2 separate regions of the Zea mays genome follow, and region 1 is linked to region 2. Evidence: chromatin contacts called from public Hi-C data. All regions are on one chromosome and are shown on one strand. The core of a region is the stretch at or near the end of the contact, and the rest is flanking DNA. Distances in the headings are between cores, read along the strand shown. Region 1 holds the start of LOC100285912 (ICE-like protease p20 domain containing protein). Region 2 holds the start of LOC100273299.

Region 1 (3,095 bases), core at 196-2,695, 220 kb after region 2:
CGAGCAACCAAGTAAGTTATAAAAAAGGGGTCAGACTACTTTTCAACTCATACCCTTCCGATCTTTTGCCTAATCCTTTAAAGCACCAATTTTGTGCGGCGAACCATGTAAGTGTGCTTTTCTCCTCCGCTTCTCACTTACTAATGGACCGTTACACCATAAACGAGCCATGAGAAACTATATAAACCCAACACGACAGAAAATCTCACGCAACACAACATTCCCTTACAGTACAACTTCGATAGCTAATGGAGAACAAGCAACGAAGTAAGTTATAAAAAAGAATCGGACTACTTTTTCAATGTATAATTAAATAAATTATTAAATATATTTTTGCAATGAATTTATTTGAAAATGACAATATCACTAATGGTTTTTAAAACCTTGTCAAATTTTGAAAAGATCTGATTAGTATGTTTGCTAGAGACCAGTGTTGGGATGGATGTAACGAGTTAAATGAAAAAGGCAGCTCGGCGAAACTAAATAGAGCGTCAACTACTAGTGCAAGGCCAAATATGACATCTGTTAGTTGTTGCTAGCGAAGAGCGAGTAACGTAGCAGTTTCTGTGATCTGTCATGCAAATTTCTTTAACCATTGATATCCATATGGTTGATGAGTGATCGATGGTTCTATTCACTGTCGATTCGGTCAACAGGACATCACGCCTTTACACTTCAGGGTTACAAGGCCAAAATAGCCTTTTAATACCCATACAACCAAACAAGCCTTAAGTATAGCACATTTTATTTTGGACAATGGATAAATCAGACATCACTTAACTTATCACATATATAATTTAAATATGCACGAGAAATATATTTTTAAATTATATATGTGTGCTAAATTAAGTGTTGTCTGATTTTTCACTGTTCAAAATACATATAGTGATACTATCTAAGCGCTGCTAGCATGGAAGAAATATCTCTATATTTTCTAGGTTATGCCTCTACTAATAACAAGAACATAATTAGCATTTTCTCCTAACTGAATTCATACATTAATAGTACATAAGAAAAACAAAAATGCAATTCGTTGTCAATAAAAGAAAGTTCTAATTTCCAATGGCATACAATAAATTTCAATGGCATTAAACAGTTTTCTCAAATAGAAATGTCTCCATTGCGCATTTTGGCCAAAAATCACAAGACACATGATTGTGTTGCTCTCAATTATTATTCAGATTAGTAGAACATGCCTATTATTCAAGATTAGCACAACATGTACATAGCTAGAACTAGTACAGTTAAAAGAAAATTTCCGTCGAGGATATTTAACTAATGTAGTAATTACTTTTGAGTTTTTTTACATAGAAGCAGAAATCACATGTAGTAGTTAGTAACTCAGTGAAGTAGAGGGAAGATATTTGTATCAATAAAGTTTGATATGCCCAAACAAGAAATGAAGAATTAAATAAAATATAAACGAATACAGCGAGAAGAGAGGGCAGACGACCCGTAAAAATCGATGCAGGAAAAAGGGAGCGAAAAAGCGTAAGGCGGCCGCCTTCGCCATTTCTCCGCTCCTCCGCCTCGCCTCGCCTCGCCCATCGTTCCATGTCTTTCTCCTCCGGCGGTCACCACCCCTCCCGGCCGGACCAACCCCGGATCCCATTTCCAGTTAGATGCTTCCCCTTCACCACCACCCCGCCGCCGCGCCGGAGTCGGCGGCCCCGGCGACAGACCCTCCGCCCCCGCCGGTCCTCGATCCGTCCTCCCTCCGCATCCACATCCCGTCAAGCCCGCACCACGCACTGCCCTCCACCCCGCACAAGCGCCCCGTCGTCATGACCTCGTCGTCCTCCTCGTCCACCCCCACCCGCCCCTCACCGTTGCCCTTCACCCCGCCTCGGAGGCGCAAGGTCCCCGCGCCCGCTGCTCCCGCGGGGACAGCGGCGGCCAGGCATCTCCTTCGCTGCCTGCACCTCCGCCTGCGTGTCCTCCTCCTCATCTCGCTTCCCTCCCTCTACTTTCTCTCCCCGACCCCTGCCATTTTTCCGCGCTCCCTCCTCGCCGACTTCCTTTCCGCGGCGGCCTTCTCCTGCGCGCTCCTCCTTCTCCTCTGCCTCTCCCTGCCGCGGCTTCCCTTCGCGCTGACGCTGCCGCTCCCCCTCCGCCGCGCGCGCCGATCCCCCATCCTTTGGTCCATCGGTTCCTCGCCATCCGCATCTGCGACCACCCCCACAACCGGCCATTTCGTCCAGGTTTATAGCAACGGTGACGTCTACGAGGGCCAGTTCCACCGCGGCCGCTGCACTGGCAGCGGCGTCTACTACTACTACATGAGCGGGAGGTACGAGGGAGATTGGGTCGACGGCAAGTACAGCGGCTTCGGCGTCGAGACATGGGCCAGAGGTAGCCGGTACCGGGGCCAGTACCGGCAGGGACTCAGGCATGGCTACGGCGTGTACAGGTTCTACACTGGGGATGTGTATGCCGGGGAGTGGTCAAACGGCCAGAGCCATGGGTATGGTGTGCACACCTGTGAGGACGGTAGCCGGTATATAGGGGAGTTTAAGAGGGGCGTCAAGCATGGTCTCGGCCACTACCATTTCAGGTGTGAAACTGAAATCTGCATTTCCTATTGTACTCACGATTTTGTGATTGTTGTGAAGTTGAGTTATGTGCAACTTACTGCTGTGCTAATAAATGATAATTTTGCCATATTAGTCGTTGCCGAATAGTGTTAGTTTGCTGCTTTGAATTAGGCTGATGCATTTGGTGATATATATGATTGCTCAATTAAATTGTGTGATACCATAGCTATTTTTGGCACTTTACGTCCTGATCCTTTAACATTTGCACATTCTGTGGCCTGTGGAAGGCGGAATATGTGTATCCATTCTAAACAGATCTCTAGTTTAGTTATTTATATTGTGATATAGCCCACAAGCTGTTATTAATGTTGTGATATTAGACTATGTGCTATCACTTCCTTCCAAACTATGGATAACTTTGGCTTTGTTCTAAGTTAAACTTCTCTAACTTTGACCGAGTTTTTAGAAAAATATATTAGCATGTACAAGTTCAAATAAATGCACTATTACATATTTCATGAAGAACTTAGGTGCTGTTTGGTTCAAGAAATGTAACACAAA
Region 2 (3,023 bases), core at 428-2,927:
AATGAAAAGCTAACAATTATACACTTGGCCAAGGAGATAGGCCATTGAGAATATTAAGGCCTTGTTTGGTTCTCTTTTTTAAATTTTAGTCCATGTCACATGCTTAGATGTTAGTTAGAAATATTAAATACAATTTAATTATAAAACTGACTATACAGACGAGGACTAAACAACAAGACCAATCTATTAAAACTAATTAATGCATGATTCACTCATGTGATACTACCGTAAACATTTACTAATTATAGATTAGTTATGACAAAAAAATGTATCATTATTTAGTTTTTATCTATATAATTAATTTTATAAGTAGACTATTTTTAATACTCGTATTTGACTTCCAAATATTTGATGTAACATAGGCTACAGTTTAGTCCTTGAACAAACATCTCTTGACTTTTGGCCGCCCCGTCACGCGCACTTCCGCAAACTGAACAGCGCCCTGCGGCTGGATCTCGCGAATGAAAATACAATATATATACGAAGATTGTTTTTTATCGGAGAATTGTGCTTCTCTATATACCATTAGAGGTTGTTTACAAGTGACCCTTGGAGACAACCTTAGAGCAAGTATAATACGAGGTTGTAAGTAGGCTAAATGTTCATGTGAAGGAGAGAGAAGTGTGTTATAAACCTATATACAACTTAGCTATAAGAACCAAAAAATTATAAGAGAGATAAGTAGGGTTACTATATTAATAATGAAGAGCTAACAATTATACACTTTGCCCAGGAGATAGGCCATTGAGAATATTAAGGCCTTGTTTGGTGTTTTTAAATTTTAGTCCATGTCACATGCTTAAATGTTAGTTATAAATATTAAATACAATTTGATTATAAAACCGACTATACAGATAAAGACTAAACAACAAGACCAATCTATTAAAACTAATTAGTCCATAATTCACTCATGTGATACAACCGTAAATATTTACTAATTATAGATTAGTTATGACAAAAAAATTGCATTATTTAGTTTTTATCTATATAATTAATTTTATAAGTAGACTATTTTTAATACTCGTATTTGACTTCCAAATATTTGATGTAACATAGGCTACAGTTTAGTCCTTGAACAAACATCTCTTGACTTTTGGCCGCCCCGTCACGCACTTCCGCAAACTGAACAGCGCCCTGCGGCTGGATCTCGCGAATGAAAATATCAGGTCTAGGCCGCGCGGAACCGAGGAGGAAAAAGGCAGGGCGGCCGCCACTCGCCACCCACCCAACCGCTGAATTATCCATCCCCATCCAAGTTCCCACACGCCCCACGGGCACAACACGGCCAGGCCGCGCGGCTGCGGAGCAGCGGAGGCGGGCGCTCGCGCGCCGCGCCCACCACGGCACGGGCTCCGCTGGGTGCGGCGCCGTACTCCCGTGGCCTCGTGCCGTTTCAATCGCGCCTCCTTTCCTCATAGGCTCGTGCCCTCAGGCCAGGCCTCGTCCATCGGCCGCGAGTACGCGGCTCTGCGACAAACCCCGCAAAACCACCGCACCGCTCCGCCCGCCCACGCGGCCGCACCGGTGGGCGATGCCCTCCGTAGCCGGTCATTTCACCGCGGGCGCGGCCCATGCCCGCGGCCCACCACCGCACCGCCTCGCCTCCTGCTCCTTATATGACCGGTTCCCCACCTCCGCCTCCGTTCCCCATCTCCACCACCACCACCACCACCAAACCCTAGCCGCCTCCCTTCGCCGCCGCAGCTGATCGGCCATGTCTTCCTCGACCTCCGATGCGGCCAGGGACGACGTCGTCTCATCTCCCGACCTGCCCCCCCTGTCCGCGCACGTCGCCGCGGCGGCTGCTGCGGCCGCGGCAGCGGCCTCCTCGGGGGGAGGAATAGGGCTCGGGGGCGGGGGCTCCGGCCGGAGGCTGCCGCCGCCGTGCTGGACGCACGAGGAGACCCTCGCGCTCATCGAGGCGTACCGCGACAGGTGGGAGGCGCTGAGGAAGGGCAACCTGCGCGCGGCTGACTGGGACGACGTGGCCAACGCCGTCACCGCTCGCTGCGGTCGGTTCCCCACCGCCACGCATAAGTCCGGCGTGCAGTGCCGCCACAAGATCGAGAAGCTTCGAAAGCGATACCGCGCTGAGCGGTCGCGATCCGCGGGGCGGTCCAAGGGGCCCAAGTGGCCGTTCTTCCCGCTCCTCCACGACCTCGCCGGCGGCGGCGTGCCGGACCCTAGCCCTAACGCCATCGTCAAGATCAAGACCAAGGGCCCTGCCCCGCCGGCATCCCCGCCTTCCCCTGTGTCCTCCCCTTCCTCCTCCGAGGAGGCTGTGCGGAGCAGGAGCCTGCACGGGCTCATCTCCAACGGCGGGGCCGGGAGCGGGCTGCGCTTCACCATCCCTAAGGCCTGCCGCACGAAGCCCGCCGCGGCGGCAGCTGTGAAGCCGGAGAGGAGCGGCGGCGAGGACGACGCCGAGTCAGAGGCGATGGCCGAGGTGGCTGCCGCACTGCGGTCCGTCGGGGAGGGGTTCCTTCGTATGGAGGAGCGCAGGCTCGAGCTGTCGCTTCAGATGGAGAAGGAACGAATGGAGTCAGAGATGAAGCGCACCCAGACGATGCTCGACGCCCAACAGCTCTTCCTCGAGGCCTTCCTGGGTAAGCAGCAGCAGCAGCAGCAGCACAAGAAGGCCAGGGTCTCCCCTTCCTCTGCCGCAATGGAAGAGGACTGATCAATCCATGTAGCCCGGTTGCTCTAGTTCTGCTCTGTCAACCTTGTGTGCATCCTTCCTCGCTCTGCGTTGACTGCTGTTCATGCTAGTATTGTTAACTTTGTGTCAGTAGCAATATAATCTTACTATTGTGTATGGATGGTGATGTAGGTGTAGGGATATGGATATGGATAAGGGGGGAAGGGCGAGGTTTGAATTAGAAATTAGGTGGTCTCAGTTTTAATCAGTGAACGACTTGTGTTATGAGCTTATGATGAGCTGCTGCTGTTACGTTGAAACACTTCAGCTTGTTCAAATGGCATCTACTCGTTGTCAATTTTATTGTTGAGTTTGATCGCTTCGC

Evidence for each region. A called contact is a pair of places that touch in the nucleus more often than the background predicts.
Region 1: a contact with region 2 is called in a Hi-C map of ear, with 4 times the contacts expected there. The contact joins the promoter of LOC100285912 here to the promoter of LOC100273299 in region 2. A contact is called at or near these places in 15 of 25 Hi-C or Micro-C datasets (bundle sheath, ear, endosperm and 6 more).

What each region holds. Positions count from the first base shown.
Region 1 is chr1:96,446,028-96,449,122 of Zm-B73-REFERENCE-NAM-5.0, forward strand. LOC100285912 (ICE-like protease p20 domain containing protein) reads left to right here and starts at 1,446. Exons shown (of 3, transcript NM_001158801.2): 1 at 1,446-2,554. The coding sequence starts at 1,623.
Region 2 is chr1:96,227,410-96,230,432 of Zm-B73-REFERENCE-NAM-5.0, forward strand. It overlaps LOC100273299, which reads left to right and starts at 1,678. Exons shown (of 1, transcript NM_001147740.1): 1 at 1,678-2,999. The coding sequence starts at 1,715. The coding sequence ends at 2,680.